Linked DNA regions of Sus scrofa: region 2 is linked to region 1. The links are chromatin contacts, called in public HiChIP or PLAC-seq maps. All regions are on one chromosome and are shown on one strand. Each heading gives the region's core, a stretch centred on a gene start, on an enhancer-like site or on the middle of the called end of the contact. The rest is flanking DNA. Distances are from core to core; before and after follow the strand shown.

Evidence for each region. HiChIP or PLAC-seq counts read pairs in DNA pulled down with a chosen protein or histone mark.
Region 2: an H3K27ac HiChIP or PLAC-seq map of alveolar macrophages shows a contact between it and region 1. The contact joins two enhancer-like sites.

Annotation. Positions count from the first base shown.
Region 1 is chr14:129,165,878-129,172,252 of Sscrofa11.1, forward strand. All of the region lies in intron 1 of GRK5 (G protein-coupled receptor kinase 5), which reads left to right. Among named protein-coding and RNA genes, the nearest start is that of GRK5, 55 kb to the left of the region's middle. Within about 2 kb of position 4,949, at least 34 of the 83 cell types and tissues checked have an H3K27ac peak or open chromatin away from gene starts, as enhancers often do. A contact at or near this core is called in alveolar macrophages, where this site is marked.
Region 2 is chr14:129,376,071-129,382,318 of Sscrofa11.1, forward strand. No RefSeq gene overlaps it. Among named protein-coding and RNA genes, the nearest start is that of RGS10, 45 kb to the right of the region's middle. Within about 2 kb of position 3,536, at least 9 of the 83 cell types and tissues checked have an H3K27ac peak or open chromatin away from gene starts, as enhancers often do. A contact at or near this core is called in alveolar macrophages, where this site is marked.

The sequences.
Region 1 (6,375 bases), core at 3,699-6,198:
AGGCGGCTTCTGCGTGGAGCCAGAGAGGCCTAGCTGCTTTTTGTTTTGGGGCGGCTGGTTGAGAAACCAGTGGGCCTTTTCTGCAGCTTTCCCACAGGGTCTGGATTTGGCCTCTGTGGTGGGGCTGGGGGAAGGGCAGGAAGATGTGTTTTGCAATCTGGTGCTGGTTTTAGATGGGCCCTCCTGCAAGCTTCTTATTCTGGGGCCTGGGTTCAAAATTGCCCGGGAAGCTGGGCACAGGGCTGCAGGCATTCTCATCTTGGCCAGACATGGGATTCCTAGGCTGGCAGGGTGTTGCGCCTGAGCTGACTGGGTCCTGCGTTAGGGACTGAGAATGGTGGTAAGTTGAGAGGCAGTGTCTTAGACCAGGTCACCTGTGGGTGGCCTTTGTGCCCTCTCCTTTTAGCTGTGGTGTGAAAGAGCAAATCTGTCCGGGAATCTTCCAACTGCTGATGGAGGTGGGGGTGGGTACCAGGTGACAAAGAAGGAAGTGAATTGGCTGAAGACTCAGTCCAGCGCATGGGAGCCTCGGTGAGGAGGTAGGGCTTTAGCACCAGGAAGCCACAGAAGGTTTTAATGCAGGAGGATTAATGGTTTGGAAAGCTGATCTGTGGCCCCAGGTAATTTTGTGGGCTGCGAAGATCTGGATGAGAAAGGGGATGAAAAGTTTGAGAAATGCTGAAACTCACACCCTGCAAACCACGAGGTAGCCTTTTTCTTCCTTTTGGGGTATACTGCTCTGATTTCAGCATTTCTCAAACTTTTCATCCCCTTTCTCATCCAGATCTAGGTGCAATGTAAGTGCTCCAGAGCCTCTTACTGGTCATGACTTCAGAAGGGCTGTACTTGGGATGCGACTCTGACCTACAGGGACTGTCTGTGCTCTTTTCAACTTGCCTCTCTGTTCTGCTCTCCATGTGGAGCTCACCCATAGGTTTTTATGCACCTATGTGGAGTAAGTGGGTTCTCTTTAGGCTGGTTGGTCTTAAGGAGAGAAGCCCCATAAAAGCCACTTCCCATAAAGGGGGGTTTATTGTACAGATACAATAGGCATCTCAAGACAGGCCACAAGAGGACTAGAAATGAGCAGAAAATAAGGTATATATTTTAGGAGCTGCTTGCTGACTTAGCACCTGACCCAGCAGGGCAGCCTCATTCCCTAGACTGTTATGTCCCCACAGCTGACTGCTTCAAACTCTTGGGGTTCTTGGGATAGAGAGCCTGTCTGTCTTCTCCAGGCTACAGGGACCAACCAGTCAAGCGATGAGAGTCTCTTGGGTCAGGCATCTGTCCCTGTCCAAGCAGCACATGACTGACACTTGTAACTGACAAATCAGGATGAGAAAGAGCAGAGGAGAAGGTAAGAAGGGGCTGGCTTAGGTCTGCCCCTGCCAAGGGGAAGCTACTCATCATCTTTCAGCTGTTTGGCAGAACCAACTTGAACTCATCCTGCTGCTCTTAGAAGGTGCTATTATATGGATTTCTGGTCGTGGCTCAGTGGTTAACAAACCTGACTAGCATCCATGAGGATGTGGGTTCAATCCCTGGCCCCACTCAGTGGGTTAAGGATCTGGCGTTGCCATGAACTGTGGTGTAGGCTGCAGACATTGCTCGGATCCCATGTTGCTGTGGCTGTGGTGTAGATTAGCAGCTACAGCTCCAATTTGACCCCTAGCCTGGGAACCTCCATATGCCACAGGTGCGGCCCTAAAAAAAACGAAAGACAAAAAAAAAAAAAATTAAAAAAAAAAGAAGGTGCTATTGTGATGTAAGGGGAGAAACCCCCTTGACTAGTCTTGGATCCTATAGCAAGTAAGTCCAGCAATTGCTGTGGGCCTGAGTTTTGTTCTCCGTGAAATGAAGGGCTCAGATTAGACAGCCTCTTGGAGTGTGTTCAAAGCTATGGGTTTTTTGTTTGTTTGTTTTTGTTTTGGCTGCATCTGCAGCATGAGGAAGTTCTAGGGCCAGGGATGGAACTTGTACCCTGGCAGTGACAATGCCAGATCCTTTTTTTTTTTTTTTGTCTTTTTGCCATTTCTTGGGCCACTCCCGCGGCATAAGGAAGTTCTCAGGCTAGGGGTCGAATTGGAGCTGTAGCCACCTGCCTATGCCAGAGCCACAGCAACACGGGATCTGAGCCGCATCTGCAACCTACACCACAGCTTACGGCAACACCGGATCCTGGACCCACTGAGCAAGGCCAGGGATTGAACCCGCAACCTCATGGTTCCTAGTCGGATTCATTAACTACTGAGCCACGACGGGAACTCCAATGCCAGATCCTTAACTGCTAAGCCACCAGGGAACTTCTCAAAGCTACCATTTTCATGGCGCTTCATCCCAGCATAGCCTCACAGATGGTATTGTGGACTGGGAAGACTGCCCAGGCATTGGAACGAGGGTCCTCCCTACCGCTCTGCCCAGGAATGCCCAGAACCCTAGATGCTGCCTGGTAGGAAACAGGGTCCCCGAGGATGGGGTTAGAGCCAGAGCCAGTGGTTCTGCAGACATGAGGGAGAGAAGGATAGGGTGCCCTTGTTTGGGCTGGTCCCCAAATGAGTATCCTCTCTGAAGCCCACCCAGGTTTGGTACCTACAGGGTGTGTCACCAGGTGGCAAAGGACAAGGTAGCGATGACTGGTACCAGCCCCGCTCCTGTCCTACATCCCCGCCTCGCCCACAGCCCCACGCACCCTCCCGGATGGAGACATTCTTTGTATTTGTCGTTTATCTCTCACCTGCGTCTGAAGCAGCAGATGGGAAAATTGAATTGTCAGAGTCAGCTTTCAAACAGCCTTTGTGTTCATTAAGTAGAAACAGATTATTTCAAAACAAAATCCAATGCAGTGTATTTCTTGCTTTTGGTTGCACTGTTTTCCTGTGTAAAGTTTATTCACCATAGAGGAAGTTCCAAGTTCACTTCCTTCCGCTTCTGGGCAGACCCCATGTGTGGGTTCAGCACTTGGTCCTGATGTCTGGGGACCCGCCTCCATTAGTGCAGCCCCGTCGATGAGCTAGATCCCCTTGGCCGCTTCATTGTACAGAGGGGGCGTGATGTTGAGGTTGGAAGGTCAGCTGGCCTAGGCCTGAATCCTAGCTCTTCTACCAGTGAGGATGTGAGCTGACTTATTTAATTTCCCTGAGCCTCTGTGGTTTGTGATAGGGTGGTTGAGATTTAAATGCTCCAGAGGGCACAGGATAAATGCCAAGTAAGTGTGGTCCCTGTCATCTTGGTCATCATTGTCCTCATCAGCTCAGAACGTGGAGGAGAGATGGGGGGACAGGTGGGGTCTGTTGTCCTTTTAGTCCCTAGAGAATGCTGTCCTGGTCCCGTCTCCAGGCCTCCACCTGAAGGCGGGGTCCGTCAGTCCCTCGCAGAGGCCTGGGTCCCAGCTGGCCTCACTCCTGGGTGAGCTGGGAGTGGATAACAAAGGGGAAGCCCTCACCTGGCAGCCAGGTCTCCGTGGTGTTCTGGCCCCTCCTGGGGCCGTGGTCATAACCCTGATGTCTTCCGGGCAGGCTTCTGTTTGTTCTCTAATGGAAACGTACAAACAAGGCAGCATCATTTCTAAACGAAGAGGGACTTTTCACAGGAAGTTTGTAGACCCGGCACCTTCTTGCTTGCTGTGGCGCGTGGCCTGTTCGCCAACAATTGGCGTGACTTGCCCGAGAACAATGGAGTGTGGTCATGGCTGCTTCCTGTGAGAAGGAAGAATGGGCACAGGTGGGCATCCGGAGGCCCTGGTCCTCAAGGAAGGGATTTCCTGAGAGCATCCCATGGCCCCTTAACTTGCTGGCCCCGTAGCGGAGCAGTCAGGGCCCGTCGTTGGGGTCCCTGTGGGCAGACCCTGATCTGAGACCTCACGCACTTGAATGTGCTGAGCCGGAGGAAGTGATCAGGACCCCGGGAGTTGCTGCGTTCTGCTGTCTGGCCTCTCCGCGGACACCGGCTCCCAAAAGCTTGCCAGCCCCCAGCTGGGATGTTGACCTTGGGAGGGAGGCCCCCCCCCCACCGCCGGCTTACCCTCCTGCTGTGCCCTCCACGCTTCCAGCTGCTCCTTGTACTCGTTTCCATCCGGGTTTCCTGCTGCTCAGCCTCCTGTTAGTTCCTTCCCTGACCTTCGTGTGTGCTGGTCCTCTCCCTGCCCCTCACCCGTTCGATTCCTCGCCACCCCTCAGGGTTTGGCACAAACCCCACCTTCTCAGGGAGGCCTTTCTTCGCCGTCCTGAGTCGCTGGGCTCCTTGGTGGACCACCAGCCCCGTTGTGCTCCATCAGCCCCCTGTTCGGTCCTTCCTTCCCCAGGGCCCTCCCCCCAGTTTGTGATTGTGCATTGGTGGGTTTACTGGGCCAGGCTGGATGGTGCGGGCCTGGTTCACGCTGCCCATACCAGAGCCCACAGCACCTGCGGACTGTCAAAGGCTGGGTGAATGCACATGTGAGTGTGTGTGTGAGTGTGTGTGTGTGGTGGGGGGGGTTGGCCTCTAGGAGGTTTCAGAGGAAGTTTGTTTCTTCTGAGAGGTGTCATGCAGACAGTGAGGTGGTTTTTGTAAGACCGTAAACATTTTCCTTCCAGCAGCTCACACTGCAGAGTACCTGGCAAAGGAAAAAAACCAAATCGCTGGGTTCTGAAGAAGAGCTGGAACCCTCATCTGCGTGTGGGTGAACTGGCACGCGAGGCCTCGCCAGCGATACCAAGGTGGAGTTTGAACTCTCCCCTACTTCCGAGAGACAGGCTGAAGCAAAATGCATTTAAATGTCATGCGTTATTATTAGTTGTAATCTTATCTTTGTTAATAATAATAGCAGGACCCACCCAGAAGTTGCTGAATAATAGCAGACAGGCGCTTTCCTAAGCTCCCCGTCAGACAGAACGGTGGCCCCTGGGGAGGCGCCGGCTCTGTGAACGCCAGGCGGAGGGATCGAGGGTTCCACCGGAAGCTCCACCCTGGTCACACGTGCTCTGCCACATCCTCCACGCCCTCAGGCGCTCTGGTCACTCAGGGAGGCGCCGCGGAGGCCTGTGGTCTCTCAGTCACGGGCCTCCCCTCTTTATTTTTAAGTTATTTTTATTTTTTATTAAAATTTTTTCCATTTTTTAAAGTTTTATTGATGTATGCATGATTGATTTATGGCCTTGCCTCTGTAGAGGCTCTTCTACCCACCACTACTGAAGCTGCTGGCACAAGTGTGGGGTCTACAGGTCCGGGACCTGCAAGGCAGTTTCTCTTTGCTGCGCTTCTTCATGGCCTTTCCTTTCTATTGTTTGCTGCCCCAGTGACTTGCTGAAACCATGTGTTTCCTACAGATTTTGTTTGCCCGCATTGACTGCTTTGTTTTGCTCTAGTCAACATGCTTTTAACATACACAGATCCATGCAGTCGACAAAGAGAAATCTGGAGCCCCAAACCAGGCGGCTGCACTGAGTCACTGGCTCCATGAGTCTGGAGACCTTGGCTGGTCCAGGACGCGTGAGTGACTCATGCCGTCAACGCTGGCCTGTGTGTGCGAGGAGGTTCAGTGCCGGCTGCATTGAGGGAGGGCAACAGGGGGCCTCTCACTAGGCAGGAGGAAACCCATGTTTGAGAACTAGGTAGTCGAGGTTGAGTCCCAGCTCTCGCACTTCTAGCAGCTACCTGTGACTTCTGAGAAGTTGCTTACCTGAACTGTGTGTTTCCTCATCTGTAAAAACAGTACCTACCTTGGCGGAAGGCTCAAAGGACTTACTATTCAGAAACCATCTGGTGCTAATACATGCCAGGTGCTCTTGTCGCTTGTCTGTTGGGCCCTGTTTTGGGGGCTCTCCTCGGAGATCCTGTTGGGAAAGGCTCTCCAGCAGACCCACCTGACCTCGAGGTGGAATCAAGGTGTTTGTCCCTGTAAGTTGATGTGGTCCTCCTTTGATGTAGTGGTGATTGTCTGTTCATAGAAACGGTTCAGAATGTTCTGAGCCTCTGCCTTGCACAGGACGCACAGATGCTGAATGAGAACAGAACTGGGTTTGCACCCCGGCGCCTGCTCTTACCGGCCCTGTGACCTTGGACGTGCTGCTTACCTTTGAGCGTTTCTCATCTGTGAAACGGAGTGCACGAAATCCCTCTTTCACAGGGTGGCTGTGAGCATTTACTGCACCTGTTCGTAAGGTGCTCGGGTGGGGCCTGGCACAAAGCCAGCACACGGCGGGTAGGGGGTTTGCCCTGACTGATGAGCCGCATCTGAAAAGGCCAGCATTCGGTATCCTTTGAAAGGGCATTGGTCATACAAGAGAACCTGGAAGAAAGTGAAGTGCTGGGGGAGTGGGGAGCAGAGGTCACTGCCTTTCAAGTTCCCAAAGCCTGACCCCATTAGATTGTCCAGGTCATTTGTGGTCCAGCTCT
Region 2 (6,248 bases), core at 2,286-4,785, 210 kb after region 1:
TTCCGACGGCTGCTTCTCAGATTCACAACTGCAGTTTCTGAGAAGGGAACTGGAAAAGCACTGAAGTCAAGAGCAGGGGTTGCAGCTGGGCCTCCTGGCAGAGGCCAGCTCCCAACACTTCAGTCAAGAAGTGTAGATAATTCACCAAGGAAATACGAGATTTTCCTGGAAAAAGCACCCTCACCTCCCCCTGCCTATGGACATTGTGGGGGAGGGGGAAATGTCCTTATTTGGTCCAGGGAGGGGGAGGGGAGGAAACTGCAACGACGGGGTTTAAATCCACCCTGACACTTGGAGTTACCGTCATGTCCCTTCCCTCTCAGTAGCTGCAGACACACAGGCAGGGCTGACCTTGCTCCTCTCTGGGTCCCGAACTGCCTGGCACTCTGGGACTGTCACGTGAGATGCGCCTATCCAAGAGAACAGGTTTTCTAGCAAGGGGTATTCACAAAGCCACTGAACTCACTCTATTGGCTAGATCCAGACCCAGGCCTTATTCATTGAACCTTTATCCCACCGTCTTTCATTTTCTTCTCTTGACAGTGAACTCTGGGTCAGAGATGACCTCAGAGGACTTGTCGGAACACAGTGGGCTTTGGGTTACTTAAACCACCAAGGATGCTCCTTTCTTAAACAGGCACCTGAAACCCGGATCAAGTCCCCTGGGGTGGGGGTGGGGGTGGGGGCGGTGCCCAGGAGTGTTTGCTGTGATAGGGTCCCCAGATGTTTCTGAAGCATGGTGAGGTTAGGAAGACCTGCTCTAGGTAAGGAGGTGTTCTCTGTCCATCTAGTTGAGACAAACCTGTGCTTGTTCATTTTGTCTTCAGGCCATTTGTAATCCTTGCAGCTGAGGTGGTCAGATGCTGGATTCATACTACGGTTCCCAAACTGCCCACCAAGGCACCCAAGCACCACAGTAAACTGACAGGAGTGCCAGAGGACATCCCAGTTTTCAAGGGAAACATGGGGGCAGTTGGCATTGAATTAGCTAAGGTAGTTCAAGGTTTCAACACTAGATCATGCTACATTCCTTCTGAGGGAGTCATATCTTTCTATACTGGGTTTTCAGTGGTTGCTGTGCTGAAGAGGAAATAGCACACAAAAATCACTGTGGGGCAGGACCTAACTAAGGATGGTGGCATCCATCTGATTCTAAGGTTGGAGAAGCTGGCTAGAACCCGCAGGTACACCATTCTATTAGTAATTTGGTTATTTTTGAGTGAAATAGAAATAATTTCAAATGTTAAATCAGTTATGAAGTTATTAGGAAACAATTTTTTGGACCTATTTAATGAACAATTAGTTCAGGGTTAAGACCTAAGAACACTGGAAAAAAAATGAGACATCAAGGGCATTGTGAACTGAGGAAATTCAGGAGCCTCTGGACTAAGAAGGGTCAGCATAAATAATAATTGTCTCAGAAGCAAAGTCAATACTAGCTAAACGACACCATGGAGAAACAGTAAGACAAATCAAGAACAGGCAGCATACACTAAGCCTGATTTCTTCAAAAAGGGCAATGCCATTAAAAAATATAAAAGATCGGGAGACTGGTCTAAATTGAGAGACATTACAATGCCAGCTCCTCGATTAAATCCTGGTTTAATTTCTAAATGCTCTCTAGTTCCAGAAGTTTGAATATGGAGTAGGTGTTAGGTGATATTGAGAAGAATTGTTCATTTGAATAGGTATAATAAATACGAGGTGAGATCAAGTCTAATTTTCTTTAAAACTGGCAAAAAAAATGAACAAGTGGAAGACACATGGCTAATAGTGATAAGTTATTAAATATTAAAGACAGACAATGGTTTTATTGTAACTATTTTTTACCTTTCTGAATGTTTTGAAACTCTTCCTAGTTACCTAACGTAATAGGTTGGTGGTTGAGTGATACAACTGACCAGCACTGAAGAAGCACGATGTCAAGATATGGACAAATCCATCAAAATCCCTCCCAACTTTGCCATAAGCTTGTACAAAGGCAGAGTGGCACCTTGGCTGCTAACTATTTGCAAAATAATTTCCCTAATGAAAAAACTCGGGCGCTCCCATTGTGGCTCGGTAGACACAAATCTGACTGGCATCCGTGAGGACACAGGTTCGCTCCCTGGCCTCGCTCATTGGGTTAAAGGAGCCAGCATTGCCGTGAGCTGTGATGTAGATCACAGACATGGCTCAAATCCTGCATGGCTGTGGCTATGGTCTAGGCCAGCAGCTGCAGCTCCAATTCGACCCCTAGCCTGGGAACCTCCATATGCTCCAGGTGTGGCCCTAAAAATACCAAACAAAACAAAACAAAAAAAACCCTCGAGTCTCAAAGAATTCGGTGCATGAAGGAGGGGCCGTGCTCACTCCACATAGCTGGGCAAGGAGTTGGGGACAGGGCAGTTACCTCTGTCTGTGAGAACTGAGGCAGGAAACAGGAAGGGTGAGAAGAGGAGCACAGCGGGGGCCCTGGGGTTAACACCCACCCATCCAGAAAAGCACACCACAAAAACGACTCCAGATGCTGGCAGTGTGGTGGTTACATGTGTGTAAACAATTGTGGACATTTATTGAGCAGCCCACTCAAGGATTGTATACTTTACTGAACATTAATTATTCCTCACTCAAAAAAAAAAAAGCACCCCCCCCCCACCAAGTAATCATCCCAGAGAGCTAGGAAGGAGAGTGAACACTTTAGCCTCTTATCTCGGAAGCTTCAGGAATAATAACTACAGTTCAGAACAAACACCAGAGATAAAAGATGAGGATCTGGAGATAGATTTGTAATATCCACCGATGAGAAAGGGAAGTACTTAACTTATCTGAACCACTTTAAACCTTTGAGCTTCAGTGGATGAAGCGAGTCCTTTCTTGATCTCTTTGTTAATGCAGCTTTAGTACCTGGCAGTTTATTGTGCAAAAAGTCCTGCAGTTCTTCGAGAAACTCGCATCAAAACACTGTTGCAAAACACGGTTTCCAAGTGCTTAAAAAAAATTAGCAAGTGACTTTAGAACTGGGTGAAATGAAAGTCCCCCACGGTAGCCCATCTGGGTCTTTGGAGCCAGCAGAAGCCAAGGTTGGTGTGTGGGGGCGGTGGTAGGAAGACGGGCTGGTGGGGGGCGGGGAGGGAGGGAATCGGGAACCAGTGAAAAGAAGTAAAAGAACTTCAGTGCAAGCCCAGGAAATGCCTCGTCCTCCTGCCTAAACAGCCATGGGACCGCGGGGGCTAGGAAGGATACCAGCAACTGCTCCACCTTCCTGCCACTCGCACTGTTAGACGCGAAGGCCATGGCACGGACCCAGCAGTTCTGGGGCTGCCCCATCCCCAGACCTGGGCTCTTGGAAGGTGTTTAGCACAAAGATCCTTTTACAACCAGACCTGGGGAGAGGGGCAACACAGGGCGCTCTGGTGGGGAGGACCACTCCCTGGGGGCAGGGGTGATGCCCAGGGCCTTTGAAGTTCCTCCTGAGTTGCAGGACAGTCCGCAGGGAGCCCAGCTGTTTGCTCCCTCCATGGCTCAGCAGCTCCCCCGTGAGCCCGAGCTGGGAACTTCAGGAGGGCCGTTCTCTTACTGGGTTCCGTGGAGTCGTGGACATCCTGGAAGGCACAAGGGGTAGCTCCTCCCCCAGGAATCAATCATTCTGGAGGGCCAAGGGAAAGTTGCAGAGCATTTGAGCAGCTCCCCAAAGGTCATCTGCTGGGTTCCCTTCTCCTTCCCTCAGATGCAAAATGTCTCCAGAGGTGACCACCAGCTCCCTGTTAGCACTGCTTTTCCTTGGTCAGATGTCAAGCCCTTCAGAGACTCTCAGACTTCTGCCCTTTAACTTGGCCATTTGGCTGAACTAGGAACCTAGCTTTGGGTTGGCAACGGAGCCATCTCCCAGCCTTGATACCCAATCCCAGGCCTACCTTAGTTTCCCCCTCCCCTCCCCTGTTGCCCGCTATGTCCACCAGTGTTGACCCAATCCTGCTCTGACACCTACCCACTTTCTACCTCAATATTCAGATCTAGCTCCCTGGCCCTGGGGCCCTTCCTGTGGCCACTGAAATGACATGGAGGAAGAGGCCCAGACTGGTGTCACCTTGAACATTCCATATGACTCTGAATCATGAATATTTATTGACGCCCTATGGATGGGGTGCTGTGCTAGGCACGTTACATGTATCATCTCATTGAGTCTCACTGAGTCACTCTTAGCCCCATGTAACAGGTGAGGAAACTTAGGCTTGGAAAGATATGTGACCTGCCCAAGATCACACAGCTAATAAATGATGGAGCTGGTTTAGAATTTAGGCAGTCGGAGTTCCCGTTGTGGCTCAGTGGTTAACGAATCTGAATAGGAACCATGAGGTTGCGGGTTTGATCCCTGGCCTCGCTCAGTGGGTTAAGGATCTAGGTCGCAGATGCGGCTCGGATCCCAAGTTGCTGTGGCTCTGGCGTAGGCTGCCGGCTACAGCTCCGATTAGACCCCTAGCCTGGGAACCTCCATTTGCCGCAGGTGTAGCCCTAAAAAGACCAAAAAATAAAAGGCATTTGAACTCCATGACGTGAGCTTAATAAAAATTCTCACGCTAGCCAATAGTAAATCATAAAATAATTTGATTCTGGAAGAATCTCTAGCTAAAATTCTGGGGTAATCTGCATTTATAGGAAAAGTGGACCCAGGTTTTCACGTCTCCAGATGGGCCATGATCTTAACTACCTAAGGAAACTCAGGAAATAGTCCCTCCACGAGGGGAAGGGATGGCCCTCCCGGGAGACCAGGGCCTCACCTCTGTTATCAACAGGACCTGTAAATATATTTACAAAGCAGCCCAAGGCACTGTATTTCTTCCCCCTGCTCTTCTTATTGAGGGTAAGAGGGGCAACGTGTGGACCGAAAGCCACATACTTGCAAAGGCATCCTTCCTCTGGAGACCAAGAAGCAGCAAATTCTTTTCCTGGGAACATCTCTATCAAGCAGACATCTGTTACTCTTAAGTGATCTGTATGCCATAACAGTTTAAAAAACAGAGTTTAAATGCTTAAATAAGAAGAAAACAGTTTGCCAGCATTGCAAAACAGCATATAAACTGTGCTGGAATTAGCACAACGGAAACATTTATCTTCCCTAGATAATCTTGAAACTGGACCTTTTTTTTTTTTTTTGGATGATGTGTAATTATGTTTGTTGGCATGGAAAGATGGTCATGATATATTGCTAAAAGGGAAAAAAATGGTTGCAAATACCGAACCAGACTTTTTAAAGGAGCATTTGACTCTCTATCCCTGGCTAGGGTGAGACACCCTCTGCATGTCCTGCAGAGGTCAAGACTGGCTGGGTGGTGGCCTTCTTCCTGGGAAAACAGAGACCCGTTTTTTAGTTGGAATGGCCAAAGGCTTGTCTGAGCTAAAACGTGACTCAGCTTGGTATAGAGAAAGATGGTGGGCTGGGGGGGTGTGGGAGCCTCAAAGACCTGGGTTCCAATCCTGACATCACCAACCATGAGCCATGGTTACCTGGTGCGTGTTCCATGCCTCCAAAGTTTGGTCCCCATTGATACAGTGCAAGCCACACCCACCGGCCACATTTGACACCATCTGCAATGCGCCCAGCACAATACCTGGCACGAGGGAGGAGCTCAAGAAATGGGGAATCTCCCAAATCTGCATTTATATGACAATCGCAAGGGTTGACCATTACCAAGAGGCCATAGTGAGATGCTAGGGTGTGAATGGGCTCAACCAAAACTTGAGATCCTGACCCACTTGGCATTTCTTGGCTCACTGCAGAAACGTTTACAGAGGGCTACCATGTGGCTGCTCGAAGCCAGGCAGGAGGCTCACCTCTGGGAACTCGGCGAAACACATCCAGTCCCTGTCCTTGGGGAGAGAGGTCAAACTGGTAACAGAAAATGAGCCATGTGCCAGGGCTCTGGAGATACTAGAGAGGGGGTGCAAGGGCAGGGGGAGGGGGCTGCTTAGTGCGGCCCCCAGGAAAGATTTCTGCCAGGAGCTGACATATGGCCTGGGACTTGAAGGACAGAAAGGACTGAGGTCAGGAGGGGTGGCCTGTGCAGAGGCTTCAGAGAGCAGCATCCGTGGCCCACTCACATCTGAAATGAGGCCATGGTCATGATCTGAATTTTTACTCTGAGAACAAAGAAAGCCACAGAAGGGGCTCAGGCAGATGAGCAGCCGGGTCAGGTCTGGGCTTTTTAAAAGGTGGGTGGAGGAGCTCCCTGGTGGCCCAGTGGGTTAAGGATCTGGCACTGTCACCA